Regions from separate parts of the Mus musculus genome. Here region 1 is linked to region 2. A link is a contact called in public HiChIP or PLAC-seq data. All regions are on one chromosome and are shown on one strand. The core of a region is the stretch at or near the end of the contact, and the rest is flanking DNA. Distances in the headings are between cores, read along the strand shown. Region 1 holds the start of Cops3 (COP9 signalosome subunit 3). Region 2 overlaps Gm33998 (a long non-coding RNA gene).

Region 1 (6,711 bases), core at 2,393-4,892, 200 kb before region 2:
AATTATGACTCCTCTGGCCCTGCCAGTCGTTCTGGAACACAACTCTCCTGCCTGGCTCTAAACAGAAACAGATGGTTGTTGTCCAGGTCAGGATATATAAGCAGTAAACAAGGCCACCTGCTACCCAACCCTGTAACTTCTACCCTGTCCTGGGTCTCATCCCTGGGGAAGGTTGCTTTCATCACATGTCTGGACCTTAAAGTTGCCATTCTCAGAACTGGAGAGATGGTTAAGAGCATTGCCTGCTCTTCCGGAGGACCAGGGTTCAATTCCCAGCACTTACATGGCAGCTCGAAACTCTCTGTTACTCAGGTTCCAGTGGATCTAACTCTCACACAGATATGCAGGCAAAATACCAGTGTACATAACTTTTTAAAATTTAAAATAAATATCTTTTTCTGTATCCACCTGGCCCCTCAGAGCCAACGATCTTTACCTTCCTGAAAAAGAAGCCTGGAAATGGGGACAGGGCTAGTTAATGAGGACTAGACTGCCTCAAAGACTCAAACATTTTTGAACCCCACACTCACAGTGCTGACGGAGCACAAGGGGCAATACTGGCTAACTAATGCCTGGATGATCAGCTGCCAGGAAACGTATGAGAACCTGCACATTCACCTGGAAGTACTGTGTACCTCAGACCTCAAGACCCAGTGTTGTTGGTCTAGACCATCAAGACCATGACTGCATCAGTTGTGGGGGAGGTATTCTCTAACCAATTAGCCCCTGAATGCTGGGTATTTCACCAATGGTGGCAGCTTTGTGAAAGAGAAAGGATATCTTTCGGGGTACTCCATGGTCAACTTGATTTTCATCATTGACTTGAAATATCTGCCAAAGGCATAACTTCTTACTGACCTGGGCCCTGCTACTACAGCTGAGGTGTATGTCAATATACACACGGACTCTTAAATATGCCTTCCACCCTCCACATACATGAGCCTTATAGAGCAAAAAGTGCCTAACTAACTCAGAAAGAAAAGATATAACCCGTGGCAAAGAAATCCTTGAATTCATGCCGGGAGTGGTATCCAGGCACTCGAAGGTGAAGGCAGAGGCAGGCAGGTTTCTGTGAGTTTGAGGTCTGCCTGGTCTACATAGTGAGTTCCAAGACAGCCGGAGCAATATTGTGAGACCTTGTCTCAAACAAACAAAACCAAGGCAAACATAAGAAGAAATCCTTGAACTCTTAGATGCTGTATGTCACCTAAAGAGGTGGCAGTTGTATGCTTTGGAGGGCATCAAGGGAAGAAACTAAAGAAGACTGAGAAGTGAAGCTTGCACCTTCAAGGGAGCAGTAGAACCTAGAGCTGTGCCTTATGCACTGATTTAGGCCAGTGGCAGAATGGGAGCCTAGCTACTCACATCCTTAACACTCAGTATCAGACTGAAAGTGGAATCTGTCTCCCACATGGATGGTGGGGATTTGAAAATGGCTAATTCCTGAGGCCATAGTCTCAGGTCTTGTCAGTTACACCAGAAGACCCACCTTATCTGGGAAGCTCATAAAGGCCTATTAAGCTGACTTTTGTACATCCTTTGACTCTCCAGCACAGCCCAGGTGGTATACAATGTGAAATGTGTATCCAAAATAACCTGAGTTGGGGACCTAATGTCTCTTCAAGGGTACAGAGTGTTGGAGAAACCCCATTTGAAAACACAGTTGTGGACTTCACTAAGTGTCCCCCGGTTGGGGACCAGTTGTTGCCAGTTGCTTGGGTATCAGGTCTCGCCCTGCTAGTCACATAGGGTTCTCCCCTTGTCCTTTATGGACTCCTGCCTCCCCTTATCAGAGCATACAGGGGTTGGGCAACATTACCCTGAGACAACAAATGCAGGCTCTTGGCTCATCCCTGACTACTCTATACCATCCAAGCAGGGAGTGGTTGCCCACCCGCTTGACCACAGATGAAGATGCTATATGAGCAAAAGAATGGGATGTCCAACCCCTAAAGTCCCTTTGACCATAGTAATGCCCGGTCAACTTATAGAGAACCATATGTGGGTCTATATTGGGAACAAGATAGAGGTTTACTGGTGAGTACGTGTGCAAAGAGTTCTTGTTATGACTAGATATGCCACTAGTACTGGTGTTTCTGCCCCCTTTGGAGCTGTGGTTCATTGACCACTTGGAAGGATGAAGATAAAGCAGTATTCCTCCAGAGGGTAGTGCCATCTCCAACTGTAAACCAGGAACCTATAATCTGGTTAAATATCCTTGTTGGTGACCGTTTCCTGTCACCAACCCACCAATTCCTCAGCTCCAAAACCTACGAATCCCTGAGCACAAACTCTCACCAGTCTTTGAGTTTGGCTTGAAATCTCACTAATCCTCACCGTGGAAATCTTTACCCTGGAAAACTCCTTCCCCATGAAACTCTGTATAAGCCTGTCTCCTCACCAATTCCCTGCTGCTTCTCCCAGGAGAGGCAGCACCCTCTGTTATCTCTCCCAATCTCTTGAGTGACGTTTGATGTGCCATGTGACTTTGTGGCATTCCTTGGCTCCAGACTGCCAGGATAACTTTCCCTTCAGCTGTCACACTTACACACAAGCAACCTCTCCCCTCAGAGCTGTAATACTTCCATTGGAGAAGTCTTTCCGGAGCTGTAACACATTCATTGGCATTGCCCCCTCGGAACTGCAACACTTGTATTAGGGAAAACTTGCCCCTTAGAGCGGTAACACTAACACCCTGGATCCCGGTTGCTTTCAAGAGTCTCCCTCTAAAGCCTCATTGCCTGAGGCCTTTCATTCATCTTATGAAGTGATACAAAGTAACCTTTTTCTCATCTTTGCTACAGCACTAGAAATCCTAGGAAAGAAATTAGTTCCGAGCCAAGCAGGAACCTAAAGTGTGCTGTGCTATCTATCAGAACCCCTTAGCCTTAGATTACCGAGCTTGCTTCAGAGGGAAAGTTTAACCTGAGTTTAACTGTTACAGATAGATGATGGTCATATAAGAAACCAAAGATGGAATGAGAAAAATCACTGCTTCAGTCTAGACCTGGGGAGCCTGGAAATCCGAGGAATTGCTTGGTGTTTAATTTTCAGCTTTAGAATTCAAAACCTTCCTAATGTTACACTTTGACTTGGGAAACTGTCCAGCACTAAGCTGTTAGTTCTCAGGCATTGTGTATGTTCAGAAATGAGCACAACCTCAGATACAGAAGGGTTTCTGGTCGTTAGATAAAAGCCACCATTCCTAGGAACTTATAAAACGAGTTCCCCATCCTTCAAAAGGAGTCATTTTCCCTTGCCTTTGGAAGAAAGTATGGCTCTCTAGTGACATGTTCCGGAAGTGGCAATGGAGCCGTGTCGGAAGTATGTGGCTAGGTTTAAAATAATGTTCAGTCATTCTAAGCAAAACTGGGCCCAGAAATTTTGTGCTTAAGTGTTATTCTTTCCTTTCTTCGTTATTTCCATTTAACATGAGACGAGATTTCCCAAGTGCACTACAATGAAAGGCGAGGGAGGGGACCTGACTTCCGGCGACTAGCGGAACTGTTTCCATGGAGACAGGAGGGGGTGCCTCAGCCAGGTAAGATCTCGCGGCGCTTGGCCGGCGGAAGTGACACAACCTGCCTCCAGGCTTTAGTGGGTCGCCGGGCCCCTCCTCCTAGAGCAGTCGCTTTTTCCCGCGCGAGCTTACCTCTGTTGCTCGGGCCACCAGCGGGGGGAAACATGGCGTCTGCTCTGGAGCAGTTCGTGAACAGTGTCCGACAGCTCTCAGCTCAAGGTGAGGCCTGGGCCGCAGAGCTGGCCCGGTATGCCCTGGCACCGGTGCGGATTTGGGACCGCCCTTCGCTCTCTAGCCTCTCCCCCTGGACCTGCTCAAGCCTTGGTGCTTAGGGTAGGAGCGCACGGCCGAGGGGAGCAGTCCTCGTGCTGTCGTGCGCCGTCGTCCTTGCCGTCGCCTTCCCCTGCCTCGGGCCCCGGAGACTTTCCTTCCCCTCCCCCTCCAGCACCCCCCCTCCGGGCCCCAGCCACGGGGCGCCGCTTGACAGTTTGGGGGCGTGACTTCCGGTAGGGGCATTCCGGAGCACCCATTGGTCCCTTGGCCATCACTGCTTTTTGGTGATTGGTCTAGCGTCCTGTCCGTCCTGCCGGTCTGCCCCCCCGCCCCCACCAGGCCCTTCTAGCGGCTGGAGGGGAGTCTTTTCTAGGCTCCTTGGCTAGAAGGCGTGAGTCTTGGCTGGCCAGCGGCGCACGCTCGGAATCCTCCGCCCCTATTTTGGTCGAACCGAGCTCCAAGGGAGCTTTCAGTAGTCGGACTACATCTCTAGGGCGTACAGTTGTTACTTTATTTCCCCCCCTTAATTTGCATACCGTCTGGTCCATTCATCTCGTCACTTGAACACACCCATAATCTTGAGCCAGAAGAATGTGACCTCTCTTTAATAGAGTTAAGGGAATGGAGTGGAGAAAGCATGTTAGAAATGCTTTTGACATGTGGAAATTCCGTGAGGTTAGGCTCGTTTCTTCATCTGTAGAAAAAGAGAGGTATGAGGTGTGTCCGGGTAGTTGTCCACCTAACTCTTGTAAGGTTTAAATGATGACACCATGCAAAATAAATGGTAATTCTCGTTTTCCTTGTCAGTGATAGACTTAAGCTCACAGGCCAGATAGACACCTGTGAGTGATTTTTTTTTTTCTTTAAATAAGTCATTCATCCATACGATACAGGTAGGACTAGTTAAGTAAGGAGTGAGCATAGGCGTGCACTCCTTTAGTCCCCTAACTCTGGAGGCTGAGTTAGGTGGATCTCTTGAGTTCAAGGCCAGCCAGCATTACACAATGAGAACCTTGTCTCTAAATAAGTTAATTAAGTGGAGCTGGAGAACAGCTCTCAGCATGTACTACTCTTTCAGAGGACCAGAGTTCAGTTCCTGGCATTGTTAGTGGACACCCAACCCCTTGTAACACCAGCTTCAAGGGACCCAAAACCTAACATCCTCTTCTGTCTCTTCACGCACCTTCACTTACATGCACATAACCACATACAGACACAGAAAATTAAAATTAGACAATTACAGCACAGCCGTACAAATGGATTCCTATGCAGCTGTGGGAAGAAAAGTGCATATACTTTTTGCAAACTGAAAAGGAATCTGAGGTCATCATTAAATAGCAGAAAGATGCTTAATAGTGTACACAACACAGTGCCATCTATGTGAATAAATAGACTGCATGGCGCATGGGTGAGTATTCCTATTCATGTGGACTGTCTTTAGATCCTTAAGGTGTTCACTGGTAACACTGGGTTGCTTCTGAGAAAAGAATGAGGCTAGCTGGAGTATAGACTCTGGATGGGAGAGGGTTCTCTTTAGTTTTGTAGATTGTCTGTAAACATGCACTTGGTTTTTGTTTGCTTTGGAGGTAGGGTCTCACTGTGTAATCCTGCTGGCCTGGAATTTACAGAGACCCACCTGTCTTTTCTCCTAGCCACACTATAATGCCATTAAGTGGAACTTTTTTTTTTTTTTTTTTTTTTTTTAAAGATTTATTTATTTATTATATGTAAGTACACTGTAGCTGTCTTCAGACACTCCAGAAGAGGGCGTCAGATCTTGTTAGGGATGGTTGTGAGCCACCATGTGGTTGCTGGGAATTGAACTCAGGACCTTCAGAAGAACAGTCGGGTGCTCTTACCCGCTGAGCCATCTCACCAGCCCCTTTTTTTTTTTTTTTTTAGCAGTTTGGAGGCTAGTCAGTCCAAGGAGCTGTTGCTTAGCTGCTCAGTAGACCCTTACACGTGGATTCACTTTGAGTTACCTGGTCACCACAGTCTCTTGTAGTACATTGAGGGCACAGAGTAGGTGGATAGTGAGTCGTGGGGAATGAAATTATGGCGAGGGCAGAGAGAAGAGCCCAAGTTGATGAATGACCGGGAGGTGAGTCAGTAGAAACCAGTTATTAAGTTGGCTCTGGACACTGAGCTGGGGTGTTTGGATTTATTAAAGCCTAGAGTGTAATTTGATTGAGTTTGCATAATAAGAAGTAGAATTTGGAATAAACATATATACCATTTAGAAGATATGCCAAGTAGTCCATACAAGAAGTGATAATGTTCGGAATTAAGACGTGAAAGGGAGAGGAGTGGAGCTGAGGAACTTATGGCATAATGTAAGTCCTGTTTGGTTCTGAGAAAGACAGTGACAGTGATATGTAGACTTCTGGCTTTAGGAACTGCAGGCGCTTTCTGGAGCCCAGAGGGGATTGGGAGGTCTTGTGTTTCCTCTGACTAGCTTTGAGGCAGGGGCAAGTTGTTTGTTCTCATCCTAGTCTCAGAGGAAGACATAACAAATCATCCAAGCATTTGAGAAGGAAGTCTGGTTAGTGTTCTTTAGTTATTACCCTAACTGAATGCTAGTGTTCTGTTTTGCAGGGCAAATGACTCAGCTTTGTGAACTCATCAACAAGAGTGGAGAACTCCTTGCGAAGAACTTGTCCCATCTGGACACTGTGCTTGGGGCTTTAGATGTTCAAGAACACTCTTTGGGTGTCCTTGCTGTTCTGTAAGGGACATTTTCTTTTCTTTTGTAGGTTTGTGCTTATTACAGTCTGTGTTTTCTAGTGTGCGCATATGCTCCAGCAAATCGCAGCTTACTATTATATTGTGTTCAGTTCCATGTCTTTTGTTTGTTTGGAGACAGGATCTCTCTGTAGCCTGGCTCCCTGACTGTCGTGGAACTCACTTTGTAGACCAGG
Region 2 (7,600 bases), core at 1,252-3,751:
AAGGCAGAAGCTAGGCTGTTGGAAGCCATGTGACATAGGTGCTGGGAATTGAGCTCGAGTCCTCAGCAATAGCAGCAAGTGCTCTTAACTGCTGAGCCACGTCTCCCATTCCTACATGTTCTCTTCACGCCAGTGCCATCTATGTCTCCACTGGGCTGCAACTCCAGCCGCTGATGTGCCACATTCTGTACAGCTGTAAGGGTTGACCTAAGTGGGGCGTTGAAGGGATGAAGAAAGGATACACACGGAAAAGCTGGGATCAGGTGGGCTGTGCTCACCCTAGTGGAGGGCACCAGCGGTGCCACCAACAGTGGGGAATCCCAGCACCTTTATTTATACTCTGAGCCAAGGTAGAGGGTTTATCATATACAGCTGGATAAGGAAGCAGGCTCACAGTATACACATAAACAGGAGACATGTTTAGTTAATCTTTCTGAGAAGTCTTTGTAGGGGATCAGTCTTGGGCTGCAGTCATCCCAGAGGAGGAAGTTGGTTGATCGTTTCTGAATACACTGTCTATATTCACACTCGGATCAGATGAAGGCTTTGCCAGTTCCCATGGGTCTGAGGCACTGGGGTCCTTGACATGGCTGTGTTCAGCAACACACATTCACTCAGACCTTTCTCTGCTCCCCACGCTCATCTGGCCTCTGACTCTTTGGCTTGCCTGTTTGGACATTTTCACATCATAAAGTCATATGGCATATGATCTGTGGTCTGCAGCCTTCACCCAGCCTCGTGGTTTCAAGACTCACCCTCCTGGTACCTGTGGACATACCATTTTACCATTCTTCTGTGGCCAACTTATAGGCTGTTACATGGGTACAGCACGCACATTCACACACACACACACACACACACACACACACACACACATACACATTGTTGAGAAGATAAGGTTTTACTCTGTAGCTCTGGCTACTTTGGAATTTATCATGTGGACCAGACTGGCCTCCAACTCAGAGATCTGCCTGTCTCTGTTTCCTCCTGAGTGCTGGGATTAAAGGCATGCACCACCACCACCCGACCAGATTTCATATTTTAATGTTAGCAAATACATTTTAAAATACATGTTGAAAGAAGCCAGGCATGTGGCTTATCCCTGTAACTGAGCACTCGGGATGCTGATGTTGGAGAGATGCACGGGGTAAAATCAGCCTGGGTAGGAAGATGAGATCTTGTCTGAAAAAAAAAAATAAAAATTAATAAAAAGTGGAAATAAACATCGAAAGAGACAGTGCATAGCAAGACATTAAAGGGAGATAATGAGTTGCTGTCCCACAAAAGGGAGAGATGGCCCTAGTATTAAAGAAAAAAAAAAAGAGTCCATAGTATTTTTTCCCAACTTCCTGTTCCATATAAACAGAAACATTTCCCAAGCCTTGGTCTACAAGGCTACATTCTGTGTGATGCCTTCTTGTCTATATTCCCAGAAGGCCAATGCTCAGCAAAAGTACGAGATGTTTCCTGAGAGCAAAAGGGTCTGGCCACACCCCACTTAGCCTAACCTGTATCCCCAGCCACTGTAGCCAACCACAGATGACCTGCCGCAAACACTAAAGAGGAACTTCCTCCCTCCCATGCTAACCACTGGGATGGGTGCCTGAGTCACTTCCTGCTTGAAAGATAGATAGCGTGGTGCATACCCCAAAGCTCAGAGATTAAACATGTTTGGGAGCTATGGTGTGGGCTAGCTTGTCACCTCCGTTTAGCCACTGATGGCCAGTGATTTACATTCAGTATTCTGTTCAGTCTTCCAAACAGATTCAAAAGGGGACTGAGAGTCATACCTACCTAAGGTGGAGCTCAGAGACGCAAAACACTGACCAAAGGTCCCAAGACCTGAACTTGAACATGTTCTACAACTGCTGCTACACCCTCCTGGTAAACCTGACAAAATAATCTTGGACTGTGAAGCTTTCTGTGACCCAGAGCCACCACATTTCCCTGACCTGTGAGGCTATCTGGAAGGGACCTATTGTTTCTCCTATCCCCTGTGGACTTTCCCCTGCTGTTACCTGTGACAAAGCCTTCGTTATGCCACGCTGACAGCATTTGGAGCACTGCAACTATAATACAACGTTGGCCTAGAGAAGAAGCCATTTCAGACTCCTTTGTGGGCTGCAGATGAGGAGAACGGCTGGCTCACATCATTTACTAACTGGGTCATGCCAGCCCTTGACCATGCTCCCAAAGGCCCTGCCTGGCACCGTGTCAGCCAGTCCTGTCTGTGCCTCGGGTTTATGAGGAGGTATTCCCTCCTCGATAACAATGTTCAGAAGGAGCTAAGTCGGGGCGGGTGGGCAGACCCAGAATCCCCGCCTACAAGAGTGGCATTTTCCCCTTAAGTCCTTGCAGAATGAGTCTATGTGGCTTCCCTACTATGGCTTGGGTACTTGTGGCATTGTTGAAATGCCAAGCAGGGCTGGCACCCCTGCTTCCAGTAGCCCAACAGCCACTGCCCTCTTGGCAGCCCTGAGCTATGTGCTGAGCAGGTGGCCCTTCCCACTCAATCTGAGTCCAAGAATGTTGTCATCCGGTTGCCCAGGGCCTTTATCAGTGTAGCCTTTCTTACGGTGGCTGGGACAAAGGGTGTGGGTGTCCTCAGGACTCTGGGGGATTCTGGGAATGTATCTTTGCCTCCCCAAAATTCCAGCTGTCCTAGCTGTATGGAATTCTCATCCATCTTGCTGAAGAGATTTGAGACCTGTAGTGGGGGCAGGATACAGTTCAGTTCCTAAGTGTTTTGTTAGACTTACTTAGAGTCTTCTTACCATTTCTGAGTCATGCAATGAGAAGAAAGTTCTAGATTACTACTCAGACGCCTAAGAGCTGGGTATACAGCATCAAGAGATAGAGCGGCTTGGTAAGAGGACTGTGTCCTTCAAGCCTCAACCCTTTCTGACAAAGGTACCTTGTTGGAAAGCAGACCTGTTTTTACAAAGATTCAATCAATTAATCAATAAATTTAAAAAATTTTTAAATGTATTTCTACAAGGAAACTAGTGATATTCAAATGTTGGCGATGAATTCAATTTTTAAAAAAATTGAAATTGTCTGCCAGATTCAGCACATGTGCTGACCAGATGCAGGCTGGGGATCACTACGTTATGGCCCTGGCTCTCAGCCTGACTCTACAAAAGGGTACAGCCAGCCCACATCTGAACCTAGGAACCACAGCCCCTCATCTAGTGGTGGTGCAGCCTCGGGCTGGAGGTGACAGAACATGGGTAAGCAGTTGAGGTCAGGCTTTGGCCTCCACTTGCCCAGACTTGTTAGTGAGAACTCCAAGGACTGTCTAGTTTCAGTGTAGGAACACCCACAGTGGTTAAACAAGCCAGCCGGGGAGCAGGAGGAAGGAGCTGAGATCAGAGCAAGGAGTCCGCCCCAAGTCATGCCAAACAGCCTGGGAGCAGGGTACACGCAGAGATAGATGGACAGTGGACGTAGCTCAGCCCCGTTTGTTCTGCCTCTCACGCTTTAATGCTACAAAGTCTTACCATCATCAGCTCATGTCTGGAGTCAGAGAGACCTGGAGGTAGGGAGTGACCAAACACTGCAGTCCTTAAGTGTTTGGGGGACTGGTTGGAGGGCCTATGCAGACGCTCAAACTTACAGACGCTCAAGGCCCGATGCACATGCTCTCCCGGACTTCAAAGTTTGCCTAGATTGCACATAGCACCCAGCACAATGTAATCGTGCAAATCGCTATATTATTTAGGATGTAATGACATAAAAAAAAAGTCTGTTATATTTCACACAGACATGGTTTGAGGAGAATTTTTCCTCTTTTTCTCCCTCCTCTCACCCCCTTTCCTTCCTGTTTATAGATACAATGCATCATGTATTCAGGCTAGCCTGGAGCTCACATGTGGCAGAGAATGAATAGCCTCCCCACCCCACCCCAGCCCCTACACGCCCTGTCAATCGCCCCTCCCCCCAAGCTCCTGATTTTCTTGCCTCATGAACACTGGGTCATAGGTATCTATCATCATGCAGTTTTGATCACTAGTACTAGAGATGGAGCCCAGGACTTCATCCATGCTGGGGCAAGCACTCTGCCAAATGAGCTGTGTCCTCAGACTCTTTTTGCCTTTTTTTGAGACAGGGTCTAACACTGTAGCCCAAGGTAGCCTTGAATTCAGCTCCAACTCGCTGTGAATTCATGGTGATCCTTTGACTATTTATTCTTCGGCACTATCTTCCCTGACCACCTGCCCCTCTGTTCTTGGCTCAAGCTGCTGCTCTTCCTATCCCTTCCTCTGAATGGCCGGAAGCTCTACACATAGACAGTGGACCCCGTGTGTCCCCTGTCCTCAGCCCTATCCTGATATGCTACATCAGGCTGTTCAGGATCCACACATGAATGCTGAAATCCTGCTTGGCATCTTACAAAGGCTAAGGACTTCATCCCTCCCTGGGTGTGGCCTAGGGCAGACCTGGAGGGAGCCCTGTATATTAAGGCATCTGGGACTGGGAAAGCCACTGCAGCGCTTGACTGATACTGCCTGCCCCTAAGTGAGGATTGTGATCCCGGAGGCTCTGCACTGGCTGGACAGGTTTCCCAACTGGCTTGGCAGGGTTTCTGGGAGAGCACTCAATCTCTATGACAGAGTAGTCCATCACTTGTGGGCTGCCTAGCATGTAAGGCTTTGAGGATCCACGTTAGGGCTCCCTGGCTGTCTCTAGGAGGACTATAACCCAATTCCTCTGGCCATTTATGCAGCCATTTCTTCCACATACTAGCAAAGGGCTCTTGCTTGGGGTCCCAGGCTTATGTAAGTTTTGTGTAAGTTGCTGGTGTCTGGTAGCCAAGAGAGACTACAGATTAGAATAGGGTGCACCTGGTTTCTTGGTAGGACTTGTCCCTACAGCAGTTTCCCCAGCATAAGCCTAAGACCTAAGTGCAGGTGGCTCCTGTGAGATCCAGACACTGACAGGGTGACCAGGAGGCAAGAACACCACAGTCCAGGAGCCAGCCAATGACTACAGGGCCTTCTGGGGACCTTTCTTCTGGGTCTTTTTCTGTTAGCATTCTCCATCCTGAGCCCTTCCTGTACAGTCATGTGTGCGTATGTGTGCGTGTGTGCACGTATGTGTGTGTGCTTGTGTGTATATGTGTGTATGTGTGTATGTGCATCTCTGTGTGGGGGTGTGTATCCCATGATGAGGGAATCTTGCTGAAAGACAGTGTGAGCCCTTCCCAGCTCCCAGCCCATTTGCATCCTTTGCATGTTTATTCGTCACCTCCCCATTTCTTTGGTAAAACAGCACAACCCAAAGCAACTTCAGGGAAGGAAGCGTTTATATGTGCTTATGGTTACAGAAAGATAAAAGTCCATCTCGACAGGGAAACATGGCAGCAAATGGCAGGCATAGTGACAGGAGCAAGAAACTGAGAGCTCACATCTCAACCAGGAGAGTAAAGCAGAGAATGTGAAACTGGAAGCTGCTCAAGGCTTTTAATCCCAAAGCCCACGCCCAGTGACACACTTCTCCAGCAACGCTGTACCACATAAACCTCCCCAAACAGCGCCACCAACTGGAGACTAGGTGAACAGCACCACCAACTGGAGACTAGGTGTTCAAAGGCTGAGACGATGGGGGAATTTCTCTTTCAAATCACCACACAGTGTCCAGGGCAGACTTGCCAGGGTCCAATACCCCTGACTTTGGAGGGTCTCATGAGAACAATAGAGACCCACTATCCACACCTCAGAGTCACTGAAAAACTATGCAGTCATGCCACCTTCCAATCAGTGGCGATGAGGCAAAGACAGAGTAGAGGAGGCTGCAATACCCAAGTCTGGGCTGACTAAGAGGGATTATTCATCATAATGACCTGGTAATCAGGGGACCCAGGTTATCTATCAGGTGGAGTACCCACTTAGAGGAAGAAAATCACATCATTCAGACCCAACTCCTAAAATCCTTAATGTGGTGAAATACAGACATCATGTTTTCTTTCACTACTGAAACCAGTTCTGGGAATTTTAGCCAGGACAAAGCAGGCAGGAAATGGGAAGACAAAAAGGAAGAAGCAAAGAACCATTGGCTGGAAAGGATGGATCTGGACATGAGACTGAGGTAGCAGAAGTAATATGCAAAGTTATTATCCCTCCCTTTGCCTCCATTGTTAAATCACTCAGCACAAAACACAAATTTCTTCCTCCTCCTCCTCTTCTTTGTTCGCATCCTCTCCCTCCTCTTCTCCCTCCTCCCCATCTTCTTCATCTTCTTCCTCCTCTTCTTTTTTTTTTTTCATTTTGTTTTTTCGAGACAGGGTTTCTCTGTGTAGCTCTGGCTGTCCTGGAGCTCACTATGTAGACCTGGCTGGCCCTGAACTCAGAGATCCTCCTGCCTCTGCCTCCCTAGTGCTGGGACTTGGTTTGTGCCACCACTGCCTGATTCAAAATTTCTTGACTATGTAAAGTATTTCTATAGGTCGATAAAGCAAGAGGGTAAAGAAAAAATGAGAATACAAAACAGGCAATTCCCAGAACAAGAAACACAAATGGCTCTTGGATGAAGGAGAAGCACTTAGTCATGTATCATTGGAGAAGTGTAAATCCAAACCAAGAACTATCTGATTGGCAATGACCCAGAATGGTGATAACACTGTTGGCGTGGGCATGTGAGTTGGTATAGACATAATTTTTTTTAACGCACATGCCTTCTCATCTAGAAAGCATTTATCCCACATAGACACTTTGTGTATTGCCTGTGACAAGCTAGCATGTGAATATTTATCAAAGAATGTTTTTTCTTTCAAGACCGGGAACAAAACCCCACCAAATAGAGGCAGGTAATATACATGATAATGTATCCAGGGATGAATGCTGCATAAAAGCCAGATAGAAAGATGCCGATTTATAAGCTGAGGCCTGAAATTGCCTAGATACACTATGAAGTGGAAAGGACAGAAGATTAACTACACGTGTGTGTTGCTTGAAGCCTCAGTGTCTTGTCTCTTTGTTGGGACCATTCCTGTCTGTCTTGTGGCTACTCTCCTTGCATGCTGATGGCCTAAATAATACACGTTTGTTTCCACTCTGCACACCAGTGACTCTTTCCAGGACAGTCACAGTCCTCCTAAGACCTTGTCAATTTTACCTACAAGGCTGAGAAGTGCCACCATCTTCCAGAGAGACCAGGAGGAGAGAGAATGGAAACTGTAGCTCAGGCTAGGATCCTGCCATGGGACCTGCCTTGTGGGGCTGCCCCAGAGAGCAATTGAGCCTATGTTCTGCAGAACTTTGCTTTGTGTGGCCCCTCTCGCATTGGCTATCTGTTCTTTTGCCCATTCCCTTGGGCACACATCCTTAATGAGTTGTTGCCATTCAAACCTCTTATAATTTCAAGAGAGACCCAACATCTGCTTTCCTCAGCATGGAGCCCAACAAATTCATTGGCCCAATTGGTGTCATGGAAAAAAGCAAGAGCCCCTCTCTAAACACAACCGCAGAGAAGAAGAGGAAAGGAAATGGGCTGTGTCTCTTCTCATCTCTGTTGCTCACAATCTGCAAGCAGGCTGTGAGTGCGGACACGAGGTAGCACAGGTATCACATATGTGAGGGAACAGAGGCTCTGTGGGCGTCAC

The links. HiChIP or PLAC-seq counts read pairs in DNA pulled down with a chosen protein or histone mark.
Region 1: a FOXA1 HiChIP or PLAC-seq map of pancreatic cancer cells shows a contact between it and region 2. The contact joins the promoter of Cops3 here to the enhancer-like site in region 2. A contact is called at or near these places in 3 of 39 promoter capture datasets (hippocampal neurons, pre-B cells and trophoblast stem cells), 3 of 484 Hi-C or Micro-C datasets (the HL-1 cell line, nephron progenitors and pre-B cells), 2 of 115 datasets of contacts at active chromatin or transcription factors (embryonic stem cells and pancreatic cancer cells) and 3 of 9 other capture datasets (adipose tissue, liver and pancreatic islet).

Annotation. Positions count from the first base shown.
Region 1 is chr11:59,836,698-59,843,408 of GRCm38.p6, reverse strand. It overlaps Cops3 (COP9 signalosome subunit 3), which reads left to right and starts at 3,642. Exons shown (of 12, transcript NM_011991.1): 1 at 3,642-3,739; 2 at 6,389-6,518. The coding sequence starts at 3,685.
Region 2 is chr11:59,631,167-59,638,766 of GRCm38.p6, reverse strand. Gm33998 (a long non-coding RNA gene) reads left to right here. Exons shown (of 3, transcript XR_388694.3): 3 at 1,753-3,725. Among named protein-coding and RNA genes, the nearest start is that of Gm33998, 8.4 kb to the left of the region's middle. Within about 2 kb of position 2,501, at least 130 of the 459 cell types and tissues checked have an H3K27ac peak or open chromatin away from gene starts, as enhancers often do. A contact at or near this core is called in the HL-1 cell line, pancreatic cancer cells and trophoblast stem cells, where this site is marked.